3 separate regions of the Mus musculus genome follow, and all the other regions are linked to region 3. A link is a contact called in public promoter capture Hi-C data. All regions are on one chromosome and are shown on one strand. The core of a region is the stretch at or near the end of the contact, and the rest is flanking DNA. Distances in the headings are between cores, read along the strand shown. Region 1 holds the start of 2410002F23Rik (RIKEN cDNA 2410002F23 gene). Region 2 holds the start of Napsa (napsin A aspartic peptidase). Region 3 holds the start of Zfp719 (zinc finger protein 719).

Region 1 (2,700 bases), core at 46-2,545, 670 kb after region 3:
CCAATAGTGGGTGTGCCTTCCCAGGTCAACTAACCCAACTAAGATAACCTGTGCATGGTCAGCGGCTAAGCTAACCTAGATAACTCTCCACAAGGTATGCTCCAAGGCTTCTTTCCTAGGTAATACCAGATTTGGAGAAGTTGACCATATTAACCATCAATGTGGTAACGGGAGCCAAGCACAGAAGCAGACAGGGAGCTTTCTGAGCTCAAGGCCAGCCTGTTCTAGAGAGAGAGGCCTTGTCTCATCAAACTATTGACTTTCCTCTGGTGTGAGCCAGCAGCAATAATGGAAACTCGTTTACCTAAGAGAAGAATCTTTCCCTTTACTTCAGACCACTAGGTTCCCAGGCCAGTCTCCCCAGCGGAATGAGAAAGAGCCCTAATGAGCAGAGGGCCAGCTAAACAAAGAATACTCAGGTCACATTAAGGAATCTAGAGCTTGAAGAGTGTAACATAGACTATTTGGAGGGCAAAATGAAGAAAGAGAGAACTGGTATGAGGTGCAGACTTTTAAAAAAAAAATGTTCTATGACTTCTGTGGTTGAGGACCCACTTCGAGCTCATCCAAGTATTCAGAACCCTGACCCTTATCCCCCAAGACCTAGGGGTTCCAGCCCTCCGCCTCCTTCCTCAGACCCAGCAGTCCTTATCTCAGCCTCCAGATTCAAACCCAGTAGTGCAGCCCTCCAGCCTCACGCCCTCATACACAAGGGTCCAGACACCACCCACCCTCCCTCACACCCAGGGGTCCAGACCCCAACCTGCCCTCTTTCTGGCACAGGGAATTCCCCTCCTTTCCGCCCTAGCGTCCCCGCTCCGGGCCCGCACATCACAGAACCCAGCCCTCTAACTACACCACACCCATGGTTCCCTAAAAGTCTGCCAGTGTGTGCTGGTCCTGCCTCCCGCGCCGCAGCTGCGACTACTGCCGGGTGGGCCCTTTTAGCGGACCCCAGCTTCTGCAGCAAAAACGAGCTAGCCTGCCGCGCTGGCAAGTCGGGGGATTTCCGGTTCTGGCCAAACCCCCACCCCATGGGGGGCTTTCTCGTCCCGCCCTCTCCTTGGGAGCTGTCTAAGAGCTGCCTGACGGAAGTAACGGAAGAACCTTTCAGATATGTTCTTCATTCTCTTCATCCTCTTTGGGAACAACGTACCTTATCACCTGATCAGGAATGTCCTAAGGGCAACAGACGTTTATTCTTTCTGCCACCGTGAAAGCAGGATCCCCGGCTCAGGCGTAAGTGTGGGCTACCTCAGGGCGGGGCCCAAGAGCCGCTGGAGGCGGGGCCTTGCGAGCGCGATGGGTGGGGCTGACGGGCAGCGCGCGCTATAAATGGGGACACGCGGCGGTGGCGCGCGCCTGTGGCGATCGCGTGTGAGGTGAGGTCTGTCCCGGTGAGTTTTTCCACGGTGTTGGCCTCGGTACCTTCCAGTCGGTGGTGCTGCTTTGCACCCTGGGAAGCACGTGTCCCGAGGTGTCCGTGGCCTGGTCACGGGTGTACCTGTCGCGCGGACGGGCTCAAGGGCGCTGCTTGGGGCCGCGGGCGTGCTCGGGCTGGAACCAGGGTTTCTCTCGAAGGGGCGGATGCGGGTACTTTCGGGACAATGCCTTTCGCCAGGTTTGTGGAGCTTGGGATGCCGGGCCAGGCCTTCCTTTGTCTTGCCTTAGCCGGGCTACGCCATTTCTGCTGCTCACGTCGCGGGTCTTGTCCGCCATCTTCCCGGTTTTTTTTTTTTTTTTAGGCGACAGGGAGGGGGGTGTGTGACATAGAATCTTTCCTCCCAGTGACAGCCCCGTGCTACCTGCAGGTTCTCTCCGTAGGAAATCTCTACCACTGCCCCTCCCCCGTGTGGGATTTTGGCAATTTTGTGCAACCTAGAACACATGAGGGCTGGAGGAGGATGGGGTGTAGGGGCAGATACACGATACGGAGTTACCAAGGCGGAAGTGAGTGCACGTGGAGGACTGGATTGCTTCGGAGCAGCAGGTAGGAGTAGACGAGGAGGAAGGGAGCCAGGCCTTTGTTCACCTGCAAGAATACTAATACAATGGCTACAGGATGGTCTTGTAGGGCCTGATGGTACAAGCATTTTCGGTTCAGCTACTCAAGTAAATTACATATTTCTCCCAAAATATTTTAACCACACCTTTGCCTGTAAACCAATCTTTTTCTGCCTACTTACTGGTCAGTGCCATTATCACACTTGATTAAACTCTTTCCTCTTGGGAATCCTACTGTTCTCTTTGTGTTCCTTGCTAAATCATCTCCCAGACAGCTTTCACAGGGTGGTTCAAATCTCGCTGAGTAAGTCACTGGGCCTTCCATTTATTTATTTATTTATTTATATAAATATATATATGTATATAAGCCTATATTATATATATAAAATCTCAGCAGGGTTTTGCTTGTTTGCATTTTGCTCTGTAGAACCCCCATAGTTCTCCCACCAGGCTCCTCAGAAGGATGTGTGTCTTTGCAGGTTGTGTTTTTCAAGGTTACGAACCAAGACAGAACATCATGTCCATAGGGAATCTCTATGGACCTACTGGACTGGGGAACTTGGAGCCTCTAGTGGATTTTGTGTTTGTCAATCTTTTCTATTGTGTTAGCTTGGCCACCATCCCTGAAGGCAAGTAGCCTTGACATTGCAGAAGGCCTGAGGCTCCTGTGATGTTTAGCACTGGGCTCCAAACACC
Region 2 (2,700 bases), core at 54-2,553, 990 kb after region 3:
CAGGGCCAGCTCTTTTTCCTGCCTGCCGCAGGTGGTGAGGGGGCAGAGTTTCAGTTTTCTTTTGAGACAGTTTTCACGTAGCCCAGGCTGACCTCAAACTTAGCCAAAGATGCCCTTGAGCTCTTGATCCTCTTGCCTCTGCCTCCCAGTTGCTGGGATCACAGGCGTGTAGTACTGTGCTAGGCAGCTCTCCCGTGCATGTGCATCTGGAGGCCCGGGGGCTGTTTCAGGTGTCTCCTCTATCACTCTTCACTGTGCTTTCGAGTCAGACTCCCTCACCAAACCCGTAGCTCGTTGATTGGCTAGTCTGGCTGAGCAGCAAGCCCCTGGGGTAGATCTAGCTGCATCCCCAGTGCCAGGACTGCCACACAGGGCACAGGCCAGCTCCTTATGTGAATGTGGGAGCTGGAACTCAGGTCCTAATACTTAATACTTACCTAATGCTTCTGGCATCTCCCATCCCCGCTGAATGCCTTCAGTCCACAACTCTAGGTAGTGCTTCTCAGCCTTTCCAGTGTGGCGACCCTACAGGGTCCAGTTCCTCACGTTGGGGTGACCACCAGCCATGAAACTATGCTGTTGCTACTTGGTCACTGTAGTTTTGCCACTGTTATGAATCGTAATGCAATATCTGATTCGCAGGATATCTGGCATGTGGCCCTCAAAGGGGTCTTGACCCCACAGGTTGAGAACCGTTGTTCTAGCGCCTAAGGCAAGAGGATCGCTTGAGCTCAGTAAAGTCATGAGATCTTGTTTCAAAAGAAAAGGAAGGCCAGGGAGATGGCTCCACAGATGAAGGCACTGGCTGCCAAGCCTGCTGACCTGTGTTGGACTCCTGAGACCCACCCGCAGAAAAGAGAGAACTGACCCCTGCAAAGTGTCCTTTGTCCTTTAAATTCCTGCTGTGGCATGTGGATGCACACACAAATGAACTAGCTAATTAAAATGTGTAAAGAGAGGGGAGCCCCTTCTCCCTAAAAAAACCAGGCAAGGGCAGAAAGAGTGGGTATCCTGAGAAGCTGACAGAGCCACCCACATAGGAAGGACAGCACACCTCTATTGTAACTGAGTGTCCCCTCCCAGACCCCCCACAGACCTTTCCTGTTCCTCCCTCTTGCTCAAGAAAAAAAAATTGTGGTTAATGAGTCTCAGAAAAGCGAACTGAAAGTTAAAAGTAAAATCCATAGAGGGGCAGGAAAGGGGTGGGTGCGGGTCTCCCTCCCCATGCTCTCAAAGGTACAAGCCAGGAACCAATGAACCTCAGCACACACACTCAGCACATACCTTAAACAGCCCGGTTCTGGCCCTGCTACTGAAGGACCTCACACACACACACACACACACACACACACACACACACACATACACACACGTCACTTCTGTGTTCCAGTAGGTGGTGGGGCGTGAACAGGGTGGAGTCTCAAGGGGAAGAAAAGGGCCACAGGACATCTTGGCCCAGCTCTAGTCCCCAGAGATGTCGCCACTACTGCTGCTGCTGCTGTGCCTGCTGCTGGGGAATTTGGAGCCTGAGGAGGCCAAACTGATCCGGTATGGGGACCCCCACTCTCACTCCTGACAGATTCCCAACGGCTTGTCCTTTAAGACTGAGGCTGGCCTTGGTGCCCCAAGAATCCAATTTTTTCAGGGTTCCCAGATTTTACTTGTTCGTCTCTCTCTCTCTCTCTCTCTCTCTCTCTCTCTCTGTGTGTGTGTGTGTGTGTGTGTGTAAGAGATACAGAGACAGAAAGAGACAGAGACAGAGACAGATACAGATAGATATACACACACACACACACACACACACACACACACACAGAGAGAGAGAGAGAGAGAGAGAGAGAGAGAGAGAGAGAAAGAGAGAGAGAGTTTTGTGAATGTGAATCTAACTGCACGCTTCCTTACTCTCTGAGCCATCTTAAAGGCCTGGGTCCCCAACTCTCAAACTGGGTTTCCACCCTGAGAAATTCAGCATAATACCTCCTGTTAGGAGAAGTAATGGGAAGGAAGCAAGGGAGAGGGAGGAGAGAAAGGGTGTTTGTCCTGGAGTAGAATAAAGGATTGCCTCTGAATAGTGAAGACACAGATGTGGCCCATAGGCAAATGGAGGTTTATAAAGATGCAAGAGAAAACCCCATGTTTCCCCAAAGGGGGCTTTTTTTTTTTTTTTTGCTGCTGGACTTCAATACTTTGATAGCTGAACCTTGGTAATCAGCCTCGGGAGGAGGAAGTGGCCACATAATGGTTTTTAGCAAAGCAGAAGGCATGGGAGAGAAAACCTAAGCCCGCCAGAGCCACGCTCGCTGCACTCAAGCTGGCCAGGGTCCCTTCATGTCCTAAGACCCCACACTTTTTGGTTGTTTAGTTTTTGGCTTTGTCCAGACTTGGTCTTGTGTAGCCCAGGCTAGCCTCAAACTCCCTACATATCAAAGAATCACCTTAAACTCCAGGTTCTACTGCTTCCACCTCCTAAATGCTGGAATCCCTGGGAAGAGAGCCTTGAAATTTGTGCTATGTAAGTGCTCTACCCACTGAGCCATATCCCTAGCCATGGCTACAGCCCCACAATTTTTAAAAAAACATACTGTCTCCTTATGTAGCCCTGGCCTTGAACTCACTATGTAAACCAGGCTGGCCTTGAACACATAAAGATACTCCTGCCCCTGTCTCCCAAGTGCTGAGATTTTAAGGTGTTCACCACCA
Region 3 (2,700 bases), core at 16-2,515:
AGCTCTAGACTATGTGTGAACTGGGCATGATTGCACATTGTTGTAATCCTAGAACTTCCCTGGTATAGACAAGATCAGAGTAACTTCAAGGCCAGCCTGGTCTACATAGTTCCAGACCAGTGGTTCTCAACCTTTCTAATATTTTTCATTGCTACTTCATAACTGTAATTTTGCTACTGTTATGAATCATGATGTAAATATTTTTGGAGATAGAGGTTTGTCAAAGGGGTCATAACCCACAGGTTGAGAACCACTGTTCTAGACTGTCCAGGGCTAGAATGTGTTTAATATGGAGATAACTCACACAATTTTATACTTTATTCTTATAATGTACATTAGGTCTACTAATTTATTCACTACAGTGCTAGGTGTTTTTCCCATTTGACTAGTGTCCCTGTTTATCATTATTTCCACTGCCCACCTAGTTCTACATTATTTCTATTATGCGATTTAGAAGACATTTTACTTCTAAGTAAGAACAGGTTTCTATCCTCTGGGAACCGTGAGATGCCTCAGTATGACGTAAATGATGGCTTATCTCAGTTTCTCACCGTTGGTGTTCCATATGACTTACCTCCTGTTTCCTAATAACCCCACATAGTTTTCAATTTTTGAAAAATTAGAAAAGGCCAGTGTGGTGATACACATCTTTAATCCCAGCACTCGGGAAACAGAGGCCATGAGATGTCTGAGAGTCCAAGGCCAGAATGACCTTCATGTCCGGTTCCAAGCCAGTCAGACCAATATAGTGAGGTCATCTCAAAAATAAGAACTTCTTTCAATTCTGGTGAAAATCAAGAGAAAGTTGAAGAAAAAGAGAAACAGATTAAAAGCACTTGTTGCTCTTGCAGCTGTCCTGGATGCTATAAACTCAACATGCAGGCAAAAATACATAAAGTAAATCTAATAAAATACAGGGGAAAAAAAGGTACATTTAGGAAGATGTAATGTTACAGTGTCTTAGAATTATATACACATACAAGACGTTAATAAATCCCCTAAGCATGTGAGACAGCCTTGGACTTTCACCTATCACATTCTTGTCGGCTGTATGGAACCGTTGCGCTTTGATGCTTGCCTCTGTGTCACGGGAGTGTGGGTTCAGCCATGGCACTTTCTAGGAAGAAGTTAAAAAAAAAAAAAAAAAAATCAGAAACCACCAGATGAGCCATAATAAGTACTGGCAAGACAGACTTCCGCCAGTGGTGGTGCGCATGCGCGCCACCCAGGGCTACGTGGTAGTGAACTGAGGGAACCCTTATTCAAATCGGAAGTGGCCTAGAGTGATCACATCCGCTCAGATCTTAAAGTAGTTCGCCTCTCCTGTCGTTGCCAGGGTAGCGTGGGTGTTTGGAATCCGAACCCATGGAATTGTGGGTGTCTGTGGGCGGAAGTCTCGCAGTCCTGGCGTGCCGTGTGCAGAGCTTCTCTAAGGTGTAATGTGAGGTGAGTGGATGTGGAGCAGAGGACGCTGTGCTGCTGAGCGCCGGTTTGTGCTGAGTGATGGTTGAATCGGCCCCAGGGGGGGATGAGGTGGATAAAGTGGGGGTCGTTCGGTTCTCTTTCATTCTGTTCCTGCGGGTTTTCCGCGTCTGTATTTTGTCACTTCCCAGTATGCTGTCCTGTGGGATTTCCCACCGTCGTCCGTGAAAATTACCATGTGAGGGCATTCGGGGCAGGACTCAGTGAGTGGGCGCTGCAGCATCCGGGAGCTTCAGGGCGAGGACCTTGAGATGGCTTGTGATCCGCTCAGTCTGTGATTGGCTTAGGAGTCAGGCGATGGAGCTTGAGGCCAGTGTAGGGTGCTTTGTGAGGGCGACCGCGTCGCTTTCTGGGCTGTTTGAGTAGCTGGTAACTGGAGCCCTGGCTCCTGGTCAAACACTGGCCTTCGAGAGGAGATAAACTCCAAAGAGTAAGAGAAAACGGGGAAATGAATTTATTTACGTTTGGTCCAAACTGGAGACCCAGTGCCCTCCATCTCTGTCAGCCTAAGCAGTATTAGCAATAGAAGGCACTGCCTAGAAGCCAGGAGATGTGTTTAGGTATATTTAATGTGGTCACAGTTATCTAAGCGGGGACATAGCCTTGGGGCTGCCCTTAGGTGTTCTGGATATTTCCTTTCCCCCGTATGCAACTGAAGACAGAAGAAAGATTTAAGAAAAAACTAGTCATTTCAGTTACAATTGAAAGTTTACATAAATACTGCAGTCCTTTGCTGATGTGAGGTCTGATCGGAGGTTTGACTTGTGCCTGGGATCTGTGAATTTGGCAAGGATTGGTAATTGGCAGTTACGCAGAAAGGTGCTGCTGTAAAAAGATTGTAAGGCAGAAGCCTGGGTTCCTGCATCCAAACAGGCAAGGGCCAGCCTCATCCAGTCTGCCTACTGAAGAGACCAGTGAGGAGGAAAGGCAGGAGAGTGGAGATGTGGGTCAGCAGTGTTGGGTTCCCAGCACCCACACCACATGGTGCCTTGGAACTGCCTGGTGGGACGATTCCAGGGGATCCGTGTTCCCTTCTGGCCTCCCAGCTAATGGTGCACAGACAAAGACAGACAAAACACCCACACACGTTTCATTTTTAAATGTTTGAATAGTAAGAATAAATCTTTAAAAAAAAATTTTTTTTTCCGTTAATGTTGGGCGAGCTGCCTTCTCCAATTATTCCCCACCTCCTAAAGAAATGTTAAGGAAAAAAAGAAA

The links. Promoter capture Hi-C pulls out the DNA fragments that hold promoters and counts their contacts.
Region 1: a contact with region 3 is called in a promoter capture Hi-C map of neural stem cells. The contact joins the promoter of 2410002F23Rik here to the promoter of Zfp719 in region 3. A contact is called at or near these places in 2 of 39 promoter capture datasets (embryonic stem cells and neural stem cells), 2 of 484 Hi-C or Micro-C datasets (CD4 T cells and rod photoreceptor), 5 of 115 datasets of contacts at active chromatin or transcription factors (bone marrow-derived macrophages, embryonic stem cells, extraembryonic endoderm stem cells and 1 more) and 1 of 9 other capture datasets (adipose tissue).
Region 2: a contact with region 3 is called in a promoter capture Hi-C map of the C10 cell line. The contact joins the promoter of Napsa here to the promoter of Zfp719 in region 3. A contact is called at or near these places in 3 of 39 promoter capture datasets (the C10 cell line, embryonic stem cells and pre-B cells).

Annotation. Positions count from the first base shown.
Region 1 is chr7:44,245,427-44,248,126 of GRCm38.p6, forward strand. 2410002F23Rik (RIKEN cDNA 2410002F23 gene) reads left to right here and starts at 1,296. Exons shown (of 6, transcript NM_025880.4): 1 at 1,296-1,397. LOC115486841 (a small nucleolar RNA gene) reads left to right here and starts at 2,664; the gene lies at 2,664-2,700.
Region 2 is chr7:44,571,142-44,573,841 of GRCm38.p6, forward strand. It overlaps Napsa (napsin A aspartic peptidase), which reads left to right and starts at 1,304. Exons shown (of 9, transcript NM_008437.1): 1 at 1,304-1,548. The coding sequence starts at 1,475.
Region 3 is chr7:43,578,321-43,581,020 of GRCm38.p6, forward strand. It overlaps Zfp719 (zinc finger protein 719), which reads left to right and starts at 1,266. Exons shown (of 4, transcript NM_172482.1): 1 at 1,266-1,446.